Linked DNA regions of Zea mays: region 1 is linked to region 2. The links are chromatin contacts, called in public Hi-C maps. All regions are on one chromosome and are shown on one strand. Each heading gives the region's core, a stretch centred on a gene start, on an enhancer-like site or on the middle of the called end of the contact. The rest is flanking DNA. Distances are from core to core; before and after follow the strand shown.

Region 1 (3,990 bases), core at 25-2,524, 280 kb before region 2:
TGCCTGTGACGTAAGCCAACGGGCGGAGCCGGACGTAAGGCCTCTGGGCCGCGCGCATTTATTGCGGGTGAGGCGTGTCGCCTGTCAAACTGGCAGGTGATGTGCCGCCTCAACATTAAATGCACCCTGTCTACTCCACTGACAAGCGATGTGCCGCCTCAGCATTAAATGTGCCCTGTCCACTCTGCTGGCAGGCGACGACCAGACCGTCCCGCAGGCGGCGTGCCTGTCAATTTCGTTGGCAGGCAGTACGCCCGTATTGCGAGGTGCACTGTGCTCATCATCACTCGTACGTTGCTAGGGAAACTTCCGCTGCACGCCAATGCTACGTAGACCGCAGATATCAGGGCACAAGAAGATTGCACTGGCGACCAGCATTAGTTGCTTCAAGTGTTACATCTGTTATGTCCCTGGGCCCGCATGTCGGGGCTCAGCACCCTTGTACATGCCCCCCTTTAGCTATAAAAGGGGAGGCACGCAACGTTACAAGACTCAGACACACTTAGATCCATCTCAGGCTCACAAGTTCATACAAGCTCCCGAGCTCAATACATCACACAGTGGAGTAGGGTATTATGCTCCGGCGGCCCGAACCACTCTAAACTGTTGTGTGTTCTTATGATTCGTTCATCGCTTAGCAGACAAGCAAAACGCTTAGGTCCCTCCTCATCTTAGGATTTAGGGCGGGTGCATTCCGCCACCCGGCCGAAGATTTCCTCTTCGACATATACTATTGTACTCCCTCCGCTCTAAACTAGAAGTCGTTTTAGCTCTAAATTTTTATGTCTCCATTTGTATGGGTGATAAGGGATATAGACAAATATACTAAAACGGTAAAAAAGGATTTTAATTTTGGAGGGAGAGAGCGAGTACGATGCGGAGAGTGTGTGTTTTTCAAGCAAAAGCACCGATGGAGTAAAAGCGCAAAAAGAGGAGGGTAGCATTAACTCCTGAAGTAACCGTCAGCTTAATAAGCCTAACTGTAACTGATGACGTTGCTCTTGCCAGTTCCATTTGCATAATATGTGCTGGACGCCCTGGATTTGCCTTTCTCCCGTCCACCTCCACGCGTCTACAGTTCTCCCGTCTGACCTCGCACTTGCAGCGCACGGAAAGAAAACAGACACGAAATATCTGTCGCTTTCTACGAACAAGATTAGCGACAAGATTGACCCCCTGAATAACCCCCATCGCGAAGGAGTACACCAAGAAAGGCAATTCAGCACTGACCGACGACGCCACTATATGAGCTGAGAGCTGAGAGAAAGAAAGCAGCTGGGGTGGAGCTGTAACAGTTCGCCACGGCTAGGCTCCTCTCCCCTCTCAGCTCTCAGCTGCCCCTCCTGCATGCCGATCGCCTCCAAGCTCGTCTACTTCCAGCGCCGCCCCGCGCCGGCGCCGCCTGACGACCCGGGTCCCGAGCCTCCCGACCCCCGCCGCCCCCGCCGCCGCCGCCGCAGCGGCTCCCTCTCCTCCTCTCACCAGAAGCCGGTGAGTACTGACCGAGTACCCAACAACACGCTGCCGTTCCGTTCCCTCTCACCTCCTGCCGTTTTGTTTGCTTACATAAATAAATAAGTAAATTAAAGCCGCGGCCTTTTGCGTTTTCCCCGAGTGAAGAAACCGGAGGGTTTTCTTCTTGATTCCAAAACTCCGGTCTTCCAGCAGACTGCAGATCGTATCCGTAACGGAGAAAAAAGGTTGGTGTTTTCTTGGTGGAGCAGAGCTGCCGATGGATGCAGATGTCTAGTGTACTGTACTGTACACCCTTATGGTTGAGGAGTCCATCAGTAATTCGGTTTCGATGAAGGCCTAGGCCTAGCCTCCTCGTTCTTCAGGAGCATCGAGGAGTCCACCAGCGTCCTGGAATATTCGGCACCGCTTGAATGAGAAGTTAGCTCATAGTCCATCTCGAACTAGGCAGAGTATTATTGTAGCGAACCTAGCAGGCAAAAAAAAAAAACAGAGGATATCCTAAGTTAGAAAGCATGGATGAATCCCTGGCATGGATGATTGCAGCCTCTCAAAATATTAGTCAAAAGAAAAGAGAGTGTAAAAACGATGTGGGCTTGTACAATTGGTATAAACTTGAATGGGCAAATTTGTGTTATCATGTGTGTGTGTTGATGTGTTCCCTTCAATTCATCTACATTTGCGAACAAAGCTTGGCAGTAGTTTAGCTACTGAATCTAGCTGCACAGGAGCATGATGTTCCAGGGCACCAAAGGGATCACGCTGCTGCAGCCAAGCCTCCGGGGCCAGTCGGAAAGGCAGCAGGGCTTCTTCACACGGCCTCCAGCGCAGGGCTTCACCACCGCAGCACGTCGGGGTCGGACCACGGCCGGCTTCCCGACGCCGTGCAGCAGGCCAGGGAACGGCTCCTTCAGAGGCTCGGCAGCGTGGACCTGGTCCTGGCGGCGGGACGAAGGTCCTCGTGCGTTAACCAAACTCTTATTAGCTGCACGTAATTAAATCTGGCAACACGCTCATCAATCTACATCTACGCTTGCTGTGTGTGCTCTCGTCCGTTGCTTGCAGGCACAAGACATGGCCGCTGCAGACACTCTGGGCTGGAGCTGGAGGACTCGCTCGCCCCGTCGTTGACGCCTCTTCGGGCGGCGGTCAAACCAGCTGCTTCCAGTTCCAGTTCCAGCCCGGTGAACGTGAACCCATCCCTGTGTTCCCCAAACCGGCGGCCTCCGCGGTACAGGAAGCAGAAGACGGGCGAGCCGCGCCCGCGGACGCAGCTTCTGACTGCTCCATATGCCTGGAGAGGTGCGGCGCCGGCGGCGGGCTCACGCAGCTGCGCTGCGGGCACGTCTTCCACTCCGCCTGCCTGCAGCGCTGGCTGCGGTCCCGCGCCGACTGCCCCTACTGCCGGGCCACCGTGCGAGCTCGCTCCTAACAGCAGGAAGGAAGGAAGGATGGATGAATGAATGGAAAGTGTGGAACTGGATGACGATGGTTTTATTAACCGTGTGTCGCTGCTCACCTCTTGTTGTAACCACTCCACTAGTATGGGTTTTTTTTCTTTTCTTCTTCCTTTGCCCGTTGAGGTAGACTGGTAGTACTGAGCTTTGCGGCTTCAGCGATTCAGTGTGATATATGTGTGTATGTTGTGTCTAATCTAATGTACGCAGGAAAATTAGATCTGTATCGTTAAAAAGATCTCAACTTTAGAAGAAGATAGATAACACTGAAAGAGTCAGCTTTCTGTGAACTAGATATTTAATTTTGCAAACAGAAGTTGAGTGTTAGGGGGTGTTTGGTTACACCCCGCTAAAATTTAGCCCCTGTCCCATCGAATGTTTGAACCTCCGTTCCGGTTATTAAATGTAGTCGGATTATAAAACTAATTTGTCAGCCGAAAATTAAAAGACGAGACGAATCTAGTCCATTTGGTTGGGTCTATATTTCATACTCCTATTTAAAAGTCAAACGTTTGATGTGACCCGGGCTAAACTTTAGCAGGAGCAACCAAACACCCCCTTAGTAGCATCCAAAATTAAAATCACTCTGTTGCATAATTCTACCATTACTGATTCCTGTTGAGTTTATCCTGCAGTTCTTTGGTGGTGACCCCGATCCCCGGCCCATTTTTGCAGACGACTCTCCTCCACTATGTTGGACACCAAAATGAGCGGACGGTTGGGCCTGGACGGTCCGCGTGTCTCGAGATTAGATTAACTCGGATGTTATCCTTATCTCGTACGTGGTTATCCATCTAATCACGTGGGAGTTTGTTGGCTATCTCTTAGGAAAAGGTCCAGACCTACTCCCCTATAAATATAAAGGGGTACGGCCGATTGAGAACCCCGAACATATTCCAATCGAACCAATTACCTTATTTACTTTTCCTGCCCTAGGAGTAGATGTAGCATAGTTCTAGTTGTAGTCTTCCACATATCCACCTCCATCCCTATTCGACTCTACGTCGTCTAGATCCGTCTTGGGTGGCCTGCCGATCCCAAGACAACCCTAGAATCTCAC
Region 2 (4,025 bases), core at 237-2,736:
GATTATTTGAGGCACTAAATGAATTCATTTGAAAATATGACCAACTATAAAGTTGCATAACATTTCAAGATCTACAAGTTCTATTTTGATAGTTTCTACGTCCGAGGCTATTTACAAAATTTGAATTTCAAATTTGAAAAGACACGAATTTTTCAATGATAATATGATTTCAAATCAAAAAATTATTAGTTACAAAATTTCATTACATTTCAATACAAACAACTTTTATTTTGGTGGTTTTTTCCATTCGAGGTAATTTAAAAAATTCAAATTTTAAAATTCAAACATAGTTTTACATGACAACATGATTTCAAACCAAAATATTGCCAACTACAAAATTTCATAACTTTTGAAGACCTACAACATTTATGTTGGTGGTTTTCCCATCCGACGTCGTTTTCAAAATTCATTTTTTAAATTTTTAAAATTCAAATGTAGTTTTCGTTGACAAGATAACTTCAAATGAAAAAGTTGTCAACTACAAAATTCTATAACTTCCCGAGACCTACAAAGTTTATTTTGGTTGTTTGGTCATTTGTTCATCTCAAATGATGGTTCTAACATTATTCAAAAATCTTATACATCTCTCTTATAGTTTCATAAACTACGAGAAAGAGATAGGTTTTATGAACAAATTTACTTTTATTTTGTCATATAAGAAAATTATCAAAATATAAATTGTACATCTTGATGAGTTATACAAATTTGTAGTTGAAAACTTTTTCATTTGAATTAATGTACTGCTTTAAAATGTGATTTTAAAATTGTCTTTGCCTAGTGTGCAAAATAAAACACTCGACAAAAAAACTCTTTGTCGAGTGTCAAAAATAAAACACTCGGCAAATACTCTTTGTTGAGTGTCAATAAAAAACACTCAGCAAAGAAACTCTATACCAAGTGTAAAAAATAAAACACTCGGCAAAGAGTTTCTTTGCGGAGTGTTTTTTACCGAGGGTTTTTTACTTGGCACTCGGCTTGCCGAGTGCCCGAAAAAAAACGCTCGGCAAATCATTTAACACTCGGCAAAAAGCCGAATTCCGGTAGTGCTTGTCACGAGAAGGTCCTAGGGTTCGTTGTTGTTTGCCCTAAATAGGTGGTGACCATCATGGATGTGGCTTAGTGCTCAAAAGATGTTCAATTTATCTGATCCTACATCATCTAAGGGCTTGTTCGTTTTATTGCTAATCCATGTGAATTGAGTAGAATTGAATCGGTTTAAATCTACAATAAATTAAAATACGTCTCAATTTAATCTAATATATTTCAGTCCACTTGAAATAGGAATAACCGAACAGACCTAAAGGTGTCAATACCGACAGACGGTTCATTCCAGCGTTTGGTGATAAAATGGGCGCCGACGCGTAGCACTAGCACTTAGTATTATTTTTATGGAAGCAGCAAGAGACCACGCTCGTAGCCCGATGCCTGACCCACTTAAGCACCCGTGTATTGTGACTTTTTAAGAGCCCATGTAAACGTTTCGGTCTGTAGGTATTGTCTGGGCCGGCCGAAAGCCTTGACATGCATGTGGCTGAGCAAAAACAAGCATGGAGCCGCTGGCTTGTAACCAAAGTAGAGATGTCTTATTTTCCACCGTACAAATTCGTCCTTATGCTTAGTGTCGTAACGCACACGATGATGATGGTCTGAGCTCGTCGACGAAACAACGCTCGTCTGAACACTACGTACCGTCATGCACACGCTGAGCACACCATGATTAGCAGCCACCTAGACCGCCGCCGCGTCCGCCAACTTTTTTTTTGCATTTTAGTCCTTTTAGGGTTTTTTTCATAATTATGTCTTTTGCAGTTTTATTTTAAAAAGGGAACAATTGGATCTATAACATTAAAAGATCCAAACTTTAGATATATATCATGGACCCCACATGTCATTGACTCATGTGGACCCACGTGTAAGTGAGATAGTAATGGTATGGATCTAAAGTGGTGATCTTTTAATGGTATGGATCCAAATTTCCCTTTAAAAAATAGATCTTAACCTCGGCACCATCATCATTGACATCAAGGTAACGAATAGTGACGCCGACATAATTGGCGCCAACTTTTCCTACGTGGCAAGCGATGTGGCAAGTCCCAGGGAGTCAGCGTCATAGATCTTGGCGCCGACCCTCCTGGACAGCACCAGAACTCGCCGTCGAGGGGGGTCGGCGCCAAGATCTATGGCGCCGACCGCATGGGACTTGTCATATCGACTATCACCACGTAGGAAAAGTTGGCGCCAACGATATTGGCGTCGTTATGCGTTACCTTGATGATAGTGCCGAGGTTGAGATTCATTTTTTGAAATGAAACTGTAAAGAACATAATTGTGAAAAAAAAACTTAAAAAGGACTAAAATGTAAAAAAGTTGGCCACGCCCGCAGTGCAGTGTGTGCTGCCGCGAACAGGAAAAAAAAAACGCTCGTCTGAACGAACACTGGACAGACAGATATGGACTGAAACGGGATCCAATTCCCAGACAGCGTACGCGGAAGCTGTCATCGCTAGAAGCTAGCTAGCTGCTCGACGACGGTGGTAGTGCTGTCCAGTTGCCGGAGAAGCTCTTCTCCGCTGGGTCCTTCGCCTTCCCACTGCTGCCAGTGGTGCGTGCGTGCTTACGGAGTAGCGAGAGTGGCCCTGCCTCCATTTCCATTTCCATTCACCACTGCACCGACCGCGACCAACCCGGCCGCGCGCTAGCTCTCTCCTCTCGCTAGCTAAACCGCCGACGACAGACTTGCATGCAGTAAAGCCGCCATGGGAAAAAAAAGGCAGGCACCGCATGCACGATGAGATTCCGCTGCATCTTTAAACCCCGCCTAGCTAGCTGCGTCGCTTTGCCTGCATTGCATTGCATCCCAGTCCTGTAATGGCGCTTTACAGCCGAGAGTGCGTGCGTGCGTGCGTCTTTGGACCGATCATCAGATCTCCGACCAACTGTCCCTCCGGACCGGGCCACTTTGATGTTTGTGAGTGACCTCGGTCGGTCAGAAAGGCCACTCTGCTGCTCACACACACAGCTCACTCACTGTCAGCTGTATGTGTCCACAGCTGCCCCCAGGTAATTTCTTTCTGTTCTCGCCATGCACGACCAGAGCCAGACCGACACGCCGCCATGGGAATGGAATGGAAATGGAATATCAGCTCTGACCAAAGCATGCAGCGCCCTACAGCTGCACTATAGCACAAGTAAAGGTTGCAACTTTACGAGCAAGGCTTTGCATATGCACCAGCACCATGCCCATGCCGATGCCTGTGGGCTGTGGCGCCAACCCGGCCGCAAGTCAAACGCAGTGCCGCCCTACCGCTCCACTCTGCCGCCCGGCTAGCTAGCTGGTGCAGCCCAAGTGGCGGCGGTCTGATCCATCCGATTGCTGCTGTGTTCGTCCAGTACTCCTTGCGCGCGGCGTAGCTGATTGATTCGAGCCCTCTGCTTGCCGGCCATTGCAGACGCAGCGAAACCGGCCGCGGAAAGCTGCCGGATCTTTGCTGGATCGAGATTCATGTGACGAGACCTCCGCGTGGAAAAATCGATGGTGCTGTGCCCATCAAGTCAAGAATTCGGGGCCTCTTGCTTTCCGAGAGAAAAAAGAGAACTTTTCCGAGAAAGAATTCAGGGTCTCTTCTTGCGTCTGAGCTTGCCCACGTTCCCTACCACTGTAGCATCCGGTGAAGCCCGATAGCGGCCGCGTCCTGTTCCTGCTAAAGCGAGCACATCTGATTGACGTCGTTCCTGCGTGCTTTCTCGCAGCAATTTTTTTTTTTAGCCTTTGCGCGTATAGGCTGGAAGGCTGGGGAGGCGGAGGCTTCATTGTCAAACTTGCATGAGGAGCCCGATCCCTGATAATCTGAGATCCATGAGGGAAAGTTATACCCTCTGATCGATCCTGCTGTAGCACAGAAGTGTGCGCTGTCTGGAATTCATCGGCCGGTAAGTGCAAAGTCAGCTGGATCTGTGCTCCAAGGCTCAAACAATACGGTGGATTAGGCCTGGCCAAAACAATACGGTGGATTAGACATTCTGCA

Evidence for each region. Hi-C and Micro-C count contacts between places; a contact is called where the count stands out from the background.
Region 1: a Hi-C map of tassel shows a contact between it and region 2, with 5 times the contacts expected there. The contact joins the promoter of LOC100192938 here to the enhancer-like site in region 2. A contact is called at or near these places in 3 of 25 Hi-C or Micro-C datasets (ear, endosperm and tassel).

The regions. Positions count from the first base shown.
Region 1 is chr1:165,029,836-165,033,825 of Zm-B73-REFERENCE-NAM-5.0, reverse strand. LOC100192938 (putative RING zinc finger domain superfamily protein) reads left to right here and starts at 1,274. Exons shown (of 3, transcript NM_001138119.2): 1 at 1,274-1,491; 2 at 2,202-2,428; 3 at 2,539-3,161. The coding sequence starts at 1,348. The coding sequence ends at 2,905.
Region 2 is chr1:164,746,637-164,750,661 of Zm-B73-REFERENCE-NAM-5.0, reverse strand. No RefSeq gene overlaps it. Among protein-coding and RNA genes, the nearest start is that of LOC103640485, 12 kb to the right of the region's middle. Within about 2 kb of position 1,486, at least 16 of the 20 cell types and tissues checked have an H3K27ac peak or open chromatin away from gene starts, as enhancers often do. A contact at or near this core is called in ear and tassel, where this site is marked.